Linked DNA regions of Mus musculus: region 2 is linked to region 1. The links are chromatin contacts, called in public Hi-C maps. All regions are on one chromosome and are shown on one strand. Each heading gives the region's core, a stretch centred on a gene start, on an enhancer-like site or on the middle of the called end of the contact. The rest is flanking DNA. Distances are from core to core; before and after follow the strand shown. Region 1 has its middle 19 kb from the start of Izumo1r. Region 2 has its middle 37 kb from the start of n-TKctt4.

Region 1 (7,615 bases), core at 2,393-4,892:
AATGAGTAGAGGGTGCTGAGGGTCACGTCTGGGTCTCTGGCTCTGCAGCAGCAGGGGACTGTGCTGATGTCCAAGGCCCATATTACCACCAAAGACCATATAGACATCCCTGGTCTGTGCTGCCACCTGGGGCCATGTTGACCTCTGAGGGCTACATAGAGCTACCCACGCCCCTCGCCAGCTGCAGTTCTCTGGAGAGCAGTCCTGTACCTTGCTTGGGCAGCACAGTAGAGCTGGCCCTGGTGGCGGAGATGCAGGGGAACTGGTCTAGAGGGCATGAGAATGGAGGAGCTAACCCTGCCTCTTGCCTAGGCAGTGTGTAAGAGCTGGCCCTGAGGGTGTGAACACAGGAGAGCCACTTGCCGTCTGCCTCAGACATGAGAGATAACCTTACCTGTTGCCTGGGCAAAATGGGAGAGCTGTCTCTGGTGGCACAGGCATGGGGAAGCTGGCAGGCTGCCAACTCAGCTATCACCCAAGCCTAGATCCAGTTGACACCCTGCTTCAAAAAGCCACACACACACACACACACACACACACACACACACACACACACATCTATCAGCAATGGGTAAAGGAGCACGCCAGATGACTCCTCTAGGACTTCTACCTTTGCTCTGGACCTGGTCAGATGTGTGAACAGCCTCACACTCCTGAAGTCAACCAAGGGCTGCTCTAGCTGTACACTTTCCCCATCGTGTGAACTGCTCCCTCAAACCATGAGCTAAGCTAAAGCCTTTCTAAGTTGCTTTCTGCTGTGGATTTGGACACAGCAAGAATAGTAACTAAAACCGTTTCTAGCCTGCACTGTGAGGATGAGATCCTGATCCAACCCTTAAAACCTCGGTGGTAAGGAAGAAGAAATCATGGTTTGGCGGGGAAGGGAAGGGGGAACCCAGAACACTTAGGGGATTGAAGTCAACCATCTGCCATAGTGGAATCAAAGACAGGGCATGCCAAGGCTCTCGTAGGTAATGGAACAGTCCAAGAGGTCCAATAAGGGCCTTTGGGGTCTGGCTTTGAATTATCTCAATGCAGCCTGGTAAGCCAATGGGAGGCTGCAAGACCTGCACAGGAAGGCAAGTTTGAGCACCACCAATTACCGGGTGAAACAATGAGATTCCATGGGTACAAACTGAGGGGGACACTCATGCTCAGATTTGTGTGAGTGCCTCTTTACAATACCAACCTGCTCATCTACCAGCTGCACCACAGTACGGCCCTGGTGGAGCGTATGAACCAGTGCAGGACTCTTGATTGTCTGCGTGGGAGCCAACATATTAGTAAGAGCCTCCAGCTAGAGACTCTGCAAAGTACCTAACACATAGCCTTATGCAGAAACTCTCCTCTCCTGCAGTCAGCAGGGCATACTTTTACTGCTCAGGATGGGATTCTTGGCAGGCCTTGGCCAGAATGGGAGGTAGAAAGGGGTGAGTAGGACTCCCACATGGGAACTTTTGCTTCTGACATGGGAAGGATTTTATCAAAACTGATCTTGGCTCCTCAGCATGTGGCCAAGAGGTGGGATTTGAACTTAGCATTTTGAGCCATCAAGTCAAGGATGGTGTCCTTCCATGCCCACTGCATCTTGGGTCAGAGTCTAAGCTTGACAACACTAGCATGCTCTGCAGGCGTGAACTTAACCCCTAATTGTTTTGGCTTCTCTCTAAACCCACAAGTCATAAGTTAGAACAAAAGCCACTCAAGAATTCCCAAAGAGCATGATGTCTGAGAAGAAGCCACCAAGGCTTGTGAAAAACCGTTGTGTTTTGAGTGTGAAATGCTTGTCTCCTAACTGGTGATACTGTTTTAGAAAGTTTGTGGAACCTTTTGGAAGCAGGGCCAAGTTGGAGGAAGTGTGGAGGGGCTGGGGCCTATAGCCACACCCATGTGCTGTCTGCTCTCTTCTTTCTGACTGTTGATACAATGTAACCAGCCATCTCAACCTTCTGAGACTGTTGAATGTTTTGCTCCTGTACCATGCCTCCTTCACCAAGATGGACTCTGCCTTCTCAAGTCATGAGCCCAAATAAACCCTTACTTCATTAAGCTGCTTCTTGTCTGGTGTTGGGTCACAATAACGAAGCCAAATAACCAATGTCGAGCAGAGGTGTGTGTGTGTGGGGGGGGGGGGGGAGGAGGGTAACAGTGCTAGGCACAGCTGGCTTCTTTAATGTTTACTCACTTTCTTTTCTGAACAAAGTCAAGGGTCTTCTATCAATGAGACTACCGTTTATAGAACTACCACTGCCATAATGCAAGCACTTCATCAGCTCTATTTGATCCTTCAGCAACCCTGGATTGCAGATAATGACACTGGGACTCAGAGAACACCATTTGGTTGCATATAGGCTGGAACAGGCTGAGACAGAGTTGAGCCTCCTGTTATCTGGCCCTACCAGAGCTAGGATACCCACCCCTGCAACCTCCTGCCTTTCTTAGCTTCTGAGACACAGGAAGCAACCAGCCTTTGCCTCTCCACTGAGTCCTCCTTCCCAGAAGAGCACCTCCAAGGACAGAGAGTGCTCCTCCAAGGGCAGAGAGTGCTCCTCCAAGGACAAAGAGTATTTAGTCTCCCTGAGGAAGCAGTTCCAGCTTTATCCCACACTGTTCTAAAAAGATCTCCTTTCTGAAGAACACAATTGCTTCTTGCTATAATTTCAATTCATTGTTTCCTATTGAGTTTAGTTGGAAAAGATTAAAGAAATGAAATAAAGTGTTATTTTAAATCTTTACATCTCCATCTTCATCAAAAGCAGCTCCCCTTTTCTCTCAATTCTTTGGCAACAGAAACTCACTGTTCACCTCCAAGATAAATTTACAATTATTATAAATAATGTATATTTTTGAGTAACACAAATTATTCATTGCCCAAAAATCATTTTCCCTCACAGAAAATTTGTGAAAAGTGGTCTCATGCTTTCCTGGTGGCTGGCTCCCTGTGTGTATGATTTTTGTATTCCTGCATTTTCCCCCCACATGCTATGGTTTGAAGGTGACATCACAGTCCATGCCCTTCAGATATTTCTAGTGCTGGGTGGATCTAGAGCCAACTACTCATAAATGAATTTTCATTATGAATTTTTCATTATTTTACCTTCAAAGGAAGGAAAAACACACTGCCCTGTCTCTCTGACATGAGACAGTAGATCCTTGACATTTGTGAATGCTACTCCAAAGCCTTTGACAAACCTCCACACTGCCCCCTGGTTGCCCTCCAAATCATACTTCCTCAAAAGGCATACTTCCTGTATGCAACTTAATTTTTATTTCTTTTTGATTATTTTTTCTCCTTAAAATGTGCATTGAAGCTGAATGAGAACTCAGTAGTGATCCCATCAAATCTCTCATGACTTCTTTCTGCCTAGATTGAATGCCTTGTCAACATTACAAGTTAGAGACCTTAGTGGCATTCCCCATTTTAAGTCAGGCTGGCCAACCATACACTGGCTTCTTCTTGGAAGTCAGCATAGAAGCCATTTGCACATAATTTCAAAGCACGTGATGGAAACATGCTGAACAGAAGGGAAACATTCAACAAATTGTTTATAAGCACATTGCTTTCAGCTGAGTTATGACACTCACAACTTCATTTGTTGCAGTCCTCACTTCCAGGGTGACTGTTGGGTGATGAGGCTTTAGGGACATAGTTATTTTGAATGAAGTCATGAGGTAAGCCATAAATAGGAAGGGCTAGTGTCCTCATAGGAGGAGATGCAGTCTCATTCAAGAAAGGTCACGTGAGGACGAAAGTACTGAAAGCCAGGAAGAGAGGCCTCATCAGACATCAGCTCTGACAGCTTCCACTGAGACTTCCGGCCTCGCCTGAGCTGTTTGGTGTTGTGTCAGCCAGAGCAGGCTACTTGAACATCACTTACAAAGACCATTTAACCCCCCCCAAAAAAAGTGGGAAGTGAAGAAAGTTTGAGAAACAGGTTAAAAAACAAAAACAAAAATAAACAAAAAACCGAGGACGTTGAGGAAGAGCCATTAGTAAGCTTAGGTTTATATATAGGTTTTTAGATGTTCTTTTCCAGAGTAATTTTAGATTATAGGAAAATATAAAGATCCTTCATGCCTCAACTGTACCCACACATGCACAGACTCCAACACCATCAGCATCCCAGTCTATACAGTTCTTTTGCCTGAGTTGATGAGCCTGCATAGACATGCCATCCCCTCCTTAAGACCATAGCTTTCACTAGGCTTTATTCTTGGTCTACATTCTATGGGTTTGAACCATATATATAATATATATGTACTGCTATAGTATCATGTGGAATAGCTTCACTGCCGTAAAAGCCCATTTCCTTTTATACCTTCCTAACTAACAATGCATATAAACCACTGATCTTTTTACAGACTCCATAGCTAGACCTATTTCAGAATGTCAAATTCTTGAAGTCATACTGTTTGACCTTTCCAGGTTTCTCTCTTTCATGCAATGATATCCATTAAATTTTCCTCCATGTCTTTTCCTCTTTTAAAAAATTATTACTTTATTTTATGTATGGCCTGGCTGTATTTGTGAGTACCATGTGTGCACATGACCCGTGGGTCTCAGTGTCCTCAAGAACTGCAGTTACTGGTTGTAAGCTGCCAAGTGGATGCTGGAAATGGAACCAGTGTCCTCTGCAAAAGCAGCCAGTATTCTCAAGCACTGGGTCACCTCTCCAGACCCATTCCATGACCTTTTCTGGCTTAGCAACTCATTTCTTTTCATCACTGAATAATATTCCACCATCGCACATGGATGTGCCCCATTTCTCCACTAGTCACCCCGTGAAAGACCTCTCCCCATCATTGCCAATCATGAATACATTTTCATAAACTTCATTTGCATGTTTCTGTAGAAACAAAATGCAAATCTTCTGGGTAAATGCCAGGGAGTCCAATTGCTGGACTGAGTGGTAAGGGAATGTTTGCTTTTATAATAAACTGTTAAAGCATTGTGCTGTCCTGATGCAGAGAGGGAGAGCCCTGCTTAGTACCCTCCTCTGATTTTATAGTTAGGACTTTGGCCATTCCCATGTGTGATGACCCTAAATATATTGGACATTTACAGAGGTTCCAAACACCCTCCTGTCTCCCTCTATTGCCACATACCAGGAATAACTCCTCCCATCCTAGTAGGATAGCACGATCCCTTGGGTGGAATTTGGAAGGGACCAGACTCCCTCCTTACAACTAGAAGGGGTTTTACTTGTATTTTTTCACAGAACCAGTCTAGGCCTATTTGGATACTTGCTAGAAATGTCTAATACCACCCCACTGACCAATAAGATGGCCTGCCTCTCAATGGCAGATTGAAGACTGAGGAGACAGAAGATACCCCACCCTCAGAATAACAAGATCTCATGAAAGACGTCTATGACTTGGTGGCCACTGCCCAAGCCATGTGTCCTCCCCAGGTTTCCCTTCCCTCTATGCTTTCTGATCTGTCACCACCCAGCCTCTTCCTAACCCTCCCAATACCTACCCTGGAGATTTCTTTGCTAGGAAGGAACCCAGGACTGCCCAGTCAAAGGATAATAGACCCGGATTAAGGTCTCCCTACACCCTGCTTCCATCTCCACTCTCCCCAACCCTTTCCTCTGCTTGACTTACTGCAGCCCAGGTGGCTGCTTCCAGGAGGCTTCATAGATGGGGGGTTGCAGACATTGGGAATGTTGAGTTGAATCCACCAGTTGTGGTGGCACCATGTTCACCAAACTTAAAACTCATTTTCAACTTTCCGTCATCAATCCCTGGGATGAATGATGGGGAATGGACGCTGTGGGTAAGTTCTACCCTAATGGCTATGCCAAATACCCAATAGCCAACCTCCATATTTTCTGCCAGTTTGTCCCTGGCTTCAAGTCAGTCTTTACCCACATAGACATTCTTCAAGAAGAGAATTGAGCCCAGAAGGAGGTCCAGGTCACCCTCTCCTGACTACCACACATCCAATATACAGCCAACCTCCTTTTCCTAACCACCCACCCTAACTCTTCTCAATGCTTTTTCTGCACTCCCCTCTCCTGGCCACAGTTGACAGCTGTTCCGATTAACATCTCACTTCAGGAACCCCGTGGGCCCTTACCACATGAGAATTAGAAAACATTCCTCTCTTCAATCTATCCTTCTCCTTTTGCCTCTTAGGACCCTCTTCAAGGCTCCATCCTACATGTTTCTGAAATGTCACTGTCACCAAGCCAGTATGTGTTAAACTCCCCCCTTCTTTGGTGCAATAACATTGCCAGTTCCTACAACCTTTTCAAGGTTTCTGCACCCCAATAATGATTGTTTCCTAGGCTTATCTCTATATGCCCAAAGAACTTGCTCTACAGCTGGGAGGTGACCAAAAGAACAGGGAGGTCTCCATCACTCTGCTCATTGGACTGGGTCTCACCATCTCACTGGGTACCAATGGAGCCCTTGTCCAAACACTCCATCTGGCCAGTGACTTCCAGGATAAGCTTGATCAGGCTATGGCTTCCACTACTGACAGTCTTGAGTCCCTCCAGTGACAGAGCATCTCCCTAGCTGTGGATGGGAGAGAGGGGAGGGGGCTGTTCTTGACTTAGGAACTGGACTTAACTGCTGAACAGGGAGGGGCTTGCATTGTGTTGGGAGAGGAATGCTGTGTCTATATCAATGAATCTGGGCTGGCAGAACAAAGCATTCAAATGCTCAACGATCTCTGGTGAGATCTCCAGGTATGCCGTGCTCCCAACAGCCCTACCCCATGGCACTCAAACCCTTTGGTAGCTTGGCTTCTTCCCCTCCTTGGTCCCATCCTGGCACCATGCCTCACCAAATTTCTAAAACAGCAGATAAATAGCATTGCAAAAGTCACTGCCAATCCGGTTCTGGTTCAATATCAAACCGTTCCCAATATATAGAGGCAGATTCCTGTGATTGCATCTCCCCTTTATAAAACAAAAAGGGGAGATATGGGGCCAGGAAGCCTTGAGATGGGGGGTGGGGGATGTAGGGTTATGGGTCCCACGTCCCCTTTGCGGCAGGGCATGGCCACTGGGGGAGTCAGGACGCAGGAAGTGACCGCATTTACCCCACGTTGTTACTGGGCAGGTGTTGGGCCCTAAGGCAGCTCGGGGACATCTCTCTGGGAGTGGGGACATGTAGTCTGAGGCTCTGGAGTCCCCGGACCTGCAATGAGGCTGGAGCTGTCAGTTCGCAGGCTCTCAGACATCCAGGTGCTACTGGAAGCCACAGAAGAGCTGAGAACGGAGTGGCAACCTGCAGGCTGCCTCTAGCCCAAGACCAGGGGCGGGGAAGAGCTCCGCTGGTCCCATGGAGGCAGTTCTTGGCTTGATGGTGGGGGCAGGCTTGAACTTGGCTCGGTGGTAGCCGTGACTGGGAGCACAGAAAGACCTGCAGCTTTTATGGGAGATTAGACAGCAGCTCTATAGGTGAAGACCTTCTCCATGGCTCCCTATGGCATATCCCAATGAAAAGAGGCAATTCATGGTTTTAAGGCATTTATTGTCATGACAGAAAGTGGATGAGTAAAGCTGTACCCCACTTCTCAGGGCGGGCCTGAGGTTAAATACCTTTTGCAGGGAGGAATGTCTGGGAAGAAAAGCTTATTGGCTAAGTTCTCTAGGACTTT
Region 2 (7,615 bases), core at 2,432-4,931, 110 kb before region 1:
TCCTAGACACCAAGAGCCCATGAGGAAAAGCCTTCAGTACCTTAAAGTACTGAAAATCCCATCCAAATGAGATCAACATTCATTTTACAGATTATTCAAACCCCTCCTCTACCAAGCCTCTGGCTCATAGTGTTTCCTAGGAGCAATGGCATAGAAAGTAAGAAGGGGGACGGAGCTGGCTCAGCTACAGAAACCTGGCCACCTGAGTCCATTCCCTGGAATTCATGTGAAAAGCTAGATCTGGTGGCACGAATGTGTAATCCCGGCACACCTAGAAAAAGATGAGAGACAAGAACCAGCCAACCACTAGGCGCACGCAGCATGGACACAGAACAGGAGAAAGCCTACCTCAAGATAGAAGGCAAGAACTGACTTCTGAAACATCGGAGAACTGTGGTGTGTTCACATGCTCCCACACATCTGCTGCTTTTTCTAAGTAAGAAGAAGGCTAAGGAAAGTGCATGCCTAGTTTTCATCGATAGTTACACCAAGAAGCAGCTTTGCAGTGAGCAGCTTGAACAAACTCTGCACCGCACTGTCTCTGCTTGTGGATCTCCTGCTTCTCCTTGGACAGGGAAGAAAGGGAAGCAGCGTTTCCCGAGTGCTGCTGTGTCAGGCATTTAAACTTAAATTAGGTCTCGCAGTCACCACGATGCAGGAAGCATGCTCCCCTCGTTTTGGGGTGAAGCACCCTAGGAAGAATGTGTTGTCATGATTGCTGCCTGTGACTGCTGGGTGACCTTAGCTCCTGACTATGGTAGGCTCCAGTTTCTTCTTGAATCTCACAAGAATCAAGGGTATGGTTGATAATTAAAGTAGATTAAATAGAAACATTAAGCCCAGAACCAGCATTCACCAAGCACTCGGGAGCTGTTGTATAAAATATTTGATTTGACAACTAGAAGAACTCAAGTTATGGGTGCACAATGGAAAATGTCTCATGACCAGCAGAAAAGGGTTCAGTTTGGGTTTTAACACTAGAAAATCTGGTTTGGAATCTTCTCTCTAATACCTGAATTGGCCTTAGGAATCAACCTCTCTGTTTTTCAGGGTTGTTGTTGTGAGATGTTATATCTGACACTCAGTGGGAACTCATCAGATAGGAGCAGTATGTTTGTTTGTTTATTTGTTTGTGTAAGGAAAGGGCATCAGATAGTCCAGACTAGTTTCAAACTTACTGTGCAGCTAAAGATGACCTTGAACTACACAGGGATCACTGGCCTGGAGCACCATTCCGGGTTTATGCGATGCTAAGCAGCAGATTTAGGGTACTGTGCATACTAGACGAGTGCTTTACTGAGCTGCATTCCCAGAAAGTAGCTTCCTGTTGGCCTCAGAAATAACTGTAAATGCAAAGAAAGGTCTTTGAAGGGTGGGAAGTCCATCTTCAGGACGAACCCTGGAAGGGGCAGTTGCTAAGAGAGACCTTTACTCCTTAGAAGCCCGTGGCTCTGCTGTCCTCGGGGCTCTAGCTCCCAGCCCTGCACAGGTGGAAACAAAGATTGGGCAGATGGGTGAGGGTGGTGTGGGTATTGTCAAAGCGACCCAGGAATAGTCTTGACTCAGAGAACCCCAGAGAATAAACCAGATGGGCATGAACCTCCCCCAGCCTGAGATGGAATGGTGAAGGAGCTGGGGGATGGGAAAGCCCACCCTCCAGGGCTTGCACACCGCTGCCTGGATGATGCAGAGACCCTGTGCCTGGCCTTTATTATGCAGGATCCAGGCTTAGGGCCCCTGGCATCCTTCCCTGCCTGGTGACTTGGCCAAGTGGTGGCTGCCCAGATAATCTTACTTTATTTCTAATTTAGAAGGATGAGGCAAAGATGACATATTCACTGCAAAAATAATTTTTTAAAAGGCGAAAGGAAATTCAGAGAATACCAGAATAAATGGAGCGCTGAGGCCCTCTCTGTTCTTTGCTGCTTCTGCTCCACTTAGGCACAGAGATGATGTGACTGCCCGGCTTCCTGGTCACATGGTTTTCTCTTCTCCATCCTAAGTGGATACTCCAGACACCTGCCTTGCTTGGCTCTGAATGACTTAAGTCTGAACTACTTAGGAAGGGAGAGAGTGTCAGAATGCTCTATGCACATATTACAGGACATTTTCTACCAGGGTGCAGCACTCCGGGACTGAGGGGCGCGAGAGGAGGACAGGAAGGAGGGAGGAAAAAGGCAAAGATTGAAGAAGAAAGGAGAGAGGTGAGGAGGAAGAAATGAAAGGAGGAAGGAAGAGAGGAAGGGAGGAAAAGGAAAAGATCATGAGATCAGTCAGGAAGCCAGACTGTAATTCAGGAGTCAGGCTGAGCTTTTCTGACAATTCACTCTGGTGAGAAACAACACAGAGGCCCCACAAGTCTAGCTGGTCCCTGTACAGGGCAGCACCCAAGTGACCTAAGAGTTTCCCACCAGACCCACATAGAAAGCCAGCCCAGCGCAGGGAACAGGCCCCACAAATGATGCCACTGAGCCACTGTCTGCTCATCTACCCATGGACATCTTTCCAGTCCTGGAAAGTCCAGACGCCTACGGCACCCAACATAGCCTGTGACATCTAGAGACCTGGGAAAGGTCACACCAAAGGCTCCAGGGAAGCTTTGGGAGAAGCTGTGAGGGTCAAGTTTGAGTCCCACTCCACCACAGTGAGTCGCAATCCTTGGGTGGCCTCCACCTGCCCAGGAAGGTGTCTTGTCCCCACTTTCCATTGAAAGAATGGAAGAAAAGTGCAAATGACACAAGGCTTGCTGGCTTGGCTAAGAATCCATGCTTCCAACTGCCTGGCTTGCACAAAGTGCTGGAGAGTAAAGGCCTCAGGCTCATCCTCTGATTTGTGAAGGACACGTCTGTAGTGAGCCCTAGAAAAGGCATGTTTGGCCATTCTGCATGTGCTTCTGATGAGTGAGGAGTCTGGAGGAGCCATGCTCATCTGCCTTGGGTATAATCGCCAGCATGTGCTGGGCCTTTATAGTACCACTAGCAAGGGCCATGGACCCTAGAGCTAATGGCACGAGAGCTGCCTCTATGGCTGGTATGACCACAGGAAATGGCTGAACACTCATGTTCAGGGACAGAGGACAAGCTTGCCTTTCCTGCTGAGAGTTGGTGCAGCCTCTTCAGAGCTGCCTAATGCTTTATCCTACAGTTTAATCTTGATGTTTTATCTATGTTACATCACCATTTGTTGGAGAACACTCAGTTCTGTTCCATCTTTGTAAGAGCTGATGACAAAGAGTGTGGAAAGTAATGATGCTGTGTGATTAAAACATCTTATATGGTCAAGGACAGAGGGAAATGAGGCTTCGTCTCCCATAAGCTTCCCCAGACTCACCACTCTCAGCAGACTCATATTTATACCACAATTTAAGCAAAAGTATGCTCTCTCTATAAATTCAGTTTTATAACAAACCTTCTACACATGCTTAACTGACTACAGATGTTCCAGATCCATCCAAAAATATTCAGAGGCTCCCAGGGTTCTGTTAAGATAGACACAATAGGCCAGCCTACAATGGCTGTGCTGTGAGGTGGGTGGCAGCTGAGAAGGCTGTCTGCCTATCTGAATCACACTCAACTTTGGCCTCTTAAGGAGTGAATTCGTCACAGGTAAGTAGCCATATCTATACCACATCAGTGATGCACCCTGGGTCACTTTCATCTTTGAATGACTCCTGTACCCTCTGCCTACTGCTCTACTTCTCTGATGAGCTCAGCTGCAACCCTGGGCTGAGGTCCCAAGTGATGCTCTGTAACTCCTTGTTGATTTACTGATTGATTCTGTTACTATGGAAGCCATCAGACATGGGCTCACATCTTGGTGAGCCACCACAACAGACCCATATTGACTGAATGACTAAGCCCTCAGAACAATCTAGGGTACTGCTTCATTCACTGGTAGCTTAGAGACACTGGTATCTCTCTGTTTATTGGGATAAGTTCTTTATAGTTCATTTCTTTCAGTCCTTTGACCCAAGATATCATCCACATTCATCACAGATTATCACTACATCTTCAGCAACATTTCTGAATCACTCAACCATTCGCCTGTTCACACCCACACTTATGTGCATAATCATTTCTTCATTAGGCAGTGTCTAAATGTTACAATGTCCCAAGGACAATGTTATCATGTAGGAATATAAAGATGAATAAAACAGTTCTCTCTCTCTCTCTCTCTCTCTCTCTCTCTCTCTCTCTCCATGTGATAATAAGCAAGAAAATGGCTGTCCAAAAGTCAGAAATTGGATCCTCAGAAGGCACCACTCAGTGTCTCCTGGTGCTTTGATTTTTAAATTTCCAGCATCTGGGCTGAGAAAAATAAATGCTTGCTGGTTACAACCTGAACAAAATAGGTAAGCACACAGATGCAGAATAAAACACCATCACATAACAACAATAAAATATGTATGTGCCAATAATAGGAGATTCCTTTTCATAGCAAAGAATACCTTCAAGCTTAAAAAAAAAAATTCAATTCTAGCCCCTCCACTCCTTTGTCCCAAGGTGGCATGGATGGAAAAGTGATATCCTCCCCCGACTCAACCTTTCTACCTGTGCTAGTTGGGAGAGCTGGCCCCAAGGCCATGAGGCCAGGAGATCTAGCCCTGCCCCTCATTGGCTATAGAACTCAGGAGAGCAGGCCCTGCACCTTGCCTGAGCAACACAGTGGAGCTGGCACCAAGGGCAAAGACACTGGTGAGCCAGCCCCAGGGATGTGACAGTGGGAGAGCTGGCCCAGCCCTTTGCTGGCTACACCACTTGGGGAAGTAAGTCCCAGTGCCATGACTGGGCAGCACAGTGGAGCTGGCTCTGAAGGCATGGGTGTGAGTGAGCCAGCCCAGGGGTCATAAGAACAGGATTCTGCCAATGGAGGCATTGCTAGAGAGCTCGCCCTAGTTGTGCAGATATGAAAGAGTTGGCAGACTGACCAGGTCTGCTATCACCGGGCCCAGAGATGGGCTCAGAGATGCCCACCTCAAAACCTACATCATCTAGGAATGGTTGGGACTTGTGAAAGGGCCAGTTCTGCTGTTCCAAAGCTGCAGGATCTCCATAACACAGGGCCACAACATGGTGTCACAGAAGCCAGAGATCTAGAACCAGACCAATGACTCATTACAATGAACATTCATAAGTGAAGATGTGTGGACAGAAGGGTATATTCTACAATGAGATGTTTTCTATGTCTCTCTGTCTCTCTGTCTCTGTCTCTCTGTCTCTGTCTCTCTCTCTCTCTCTCTCTCTCTCTCTCTGTGTGTGTGTGTGTGTTTGTGTGTTATTGTGGGGGAGGGTTGCAAAGGAAAAGAGTAGATATGAAGGGATGGGGAGATGAGTGGGACTGGGGTGTATGATATGAAACTCACAAGGAATCAATAAAAAGTTTTTAAAACATATAATTCTAATCTAATCCTCTTACTTAAAAACAAAAAAACAAGGAGGTGTTGGGCAAAGAGCTAGCTTTTTCTTAGGTGGCCTATGTATGTGAGGATATGGCCTGGCCCCAAAAGACCAGTGGTTGGAGCCACATTCCAGCCTGTATGCACCATTCTGCTTTTCCAAAGTCCTGTCTTCAAGACTTTAATTTCCCCAGAGACCCACTGAAATTAAAAGGCAAGGGCCAGATTGATAGCTTAATTAGCCCAGGATCCCATATTTAAAGAAACACTCCTGGGGACTGACATTTTCACTTGTGTGAGACAGATAACTGGAACTGACATAGGGGGAGAGGAATGGGCTCAGGTAATGGACACCTGACTGACATAGGATCACAATGCATACTTATAGAAAGCTGAGCCAGCTGTATCTCCATGCGTTGGGATTGGGGACAGTGTTAGGGCTAGATTAACTTGCATTCTCAGGTCTTCTGCCATTAAAGGAAGCCAAAGTCACTCAGTAAGTAGAATGGGGATTTGGTCCAGGTGTACTGAGAAGATCCATTGACTAACCCACATACATCAGAGAGGCTAGGGCATGAAACCTGCATGTGAGAATCATATTGCTTCCAGTAGTGATAAAAGAAACTTGGGTCACAGATGCTCAACACAAATCGCCTGTGAGTATTTTCATTAAAAGTGTTATATACAGAGAATTACTTAAAAGAATGGCTTTGGTAAAAATATGGTAGAATGGGGGAATTTTACTGCCTGTACCTGGTCTCCATGTCACAACAACCCATGACCATTAATAGCTCTGCAGAATCTGGAAGACCAGCAGAGATGCTCTGGCACACCATTGCATCATGCTGCTCAACAGACTTATTCCTTCTCACCTCACCAGACTACCCAGAACTCAGAGGCCAGAAGCAAGGAAACGAGGCTGCAGATCTGAATTACTTCCCATAATCCACCAAAAATAAAGGTGGGTAGGACCTCTCACCTGTGTTTTCCCCCTCAAAAATGACCTATAGATACCATAGAAGTACCTGGCATCTCTAGATACTGTAAGTATCCGGCACACTTCACCTTCTCTTCAGGGATGATTAATCCTGACAGTCAACTGGAGGAAATATAGAAGCAACCAAGAGAAATGCTTCTGAGTGGCTCTGAGGACATTTTCAGGAAAGCATCACAGAGGGGATGGGTCATCACCCACCCGCAGACTGGGCAGCACTTCTGGGAGGTGGGAGGTGGCCTATAAACAAAGAGGACTTAGGGATAATCTGTGCTGCTTGCCCTTGCTTCTTACTGGTGAGTGCACCTTATCCTGTGGTGACATTAGACTCCAGTTTCTTCAGCCTTCCAATGTAGACTGAAGGACAGCTGCTCTCCAGGACTCCTCCAGGCCTTCAGCACTAGATTGGTACTATGAAGACATTCAGCTTTGTGGACTGATCAGCTACTGGGTTACCACCAGTCTCTCCAGTATTTAGATAGCTGTTGTTGAACTGCCCAGCCCCATCTTGTAAGACATTCTAGTAAGTTCCATCTTAGGATAAATGGACATTCTGCTGCTGCTGTTATTCCCAGGCCGTCTCCTCAAATGGACCCTGTCATGCTGAGTGCGTCTTAGAGTGGCTGAAGTCAGGGAAATGGTCACAAAATTGAGCATTTCAAAGCCATCATCCTGAGAGGACCAAATGAGGGGCTTTCTGTACTTTGCTTGGCTTTGTGGGATCACGGGACACACAAACATAATTTCCTTCCAAGAAAAAATATGCAGTGTGGACCAGGCACATCCATTAAAAGGGTTGGAGAAAACCTCAGAATGGTTACTTAGCTGAGATGATTGGTGTGTTCTGCTATTGAAGACAGTCAGTAAAGAGTAAAAGGAGGGGCTGGAGAGATGGCTCAGTAGTTAAGAGCACTGACTGCTCTTCCAGAGGTCCTGAGTTCAAGTCCCAGCAACCACATTGTGGTTCACAACCATCTGTAATGGGATCTGACGTCCTCTTCTGGTGTGTCTGAAGAGAGTGGCAGTGTACTCATATACAGAAAACAAGTAAATAAATCTTTAAGAGAGAGAGAGAGAGAGAGAGAGAGAGAGAGAGAGAGGATGCAAGTATTTCTTCAACTGTGTAGACACTAACATGAAGAACCATCAACAGAACTGACATTACCAAAATGACATAACACCATGAGAGCTAATGGGCAACAGACGACAAACTCAGAACAACTGCT

What was found. A called contact is a pair of places that touch in the nucleus more often than the background predicts.
Region 2: a Hi-C map of CD8 T cells shows a contact between it and region 1, with 2.4 times the contacts expected there. The contact joins two enhancer-like sites. A contact is called at or near these places in 17 of 39 promoter capture datasets (the 3T3-L1 cell line, 3T3-L1-derived adipocytes, the C10 cell line and 11 more), 15 of 484 Hi-C or Micro-C datasets (the 63-12 cell line, CD4 T cells, CD8 T cells and 8 more), 1 of 115 datasets of contacts at active chromatin or transcription factors (the HPC-7 cell line) and 1 of 9 other capture datasets (embryonic stem cells).

Annotation. Positions count from the first base shown.
Region 1 is chr9:14,880,933-14,888,547 of GRCm38.p6, reverse strand. It overlaps a transcript of Izumo1r not described here. Among named protein-coding and RNA genes, the nearest start is that of Izumo1r, 19 kb to the left of the region's middle. Within about 2 kb of position 3,642, at least 30 of the 459 cell types and tissues checked have an H3K27ac peak or open chromatin away from gene starts, as enhancers often do. A contact at or near this core is called in CD8 T cells and regulatory T cells, where this site is marked.
Region 2 is chr9:14,991,812-14,999,426 of GRCm38.p6, reverse strand. No RefSeq gene overlaps it. Among named protein-coding and RNA genes, the nearest start is that of n-TKctt4, 37 kb to the right of the region's middle. Within about 2 kb of position 3,681, at least 11 of the 459 cell types and tissues checked have an H3K27ac peak or open chromatin away from gene starts, as enhancers often do. A contact at or near this core is called in CD8 T cells and regulatory T cells, where this site is marked.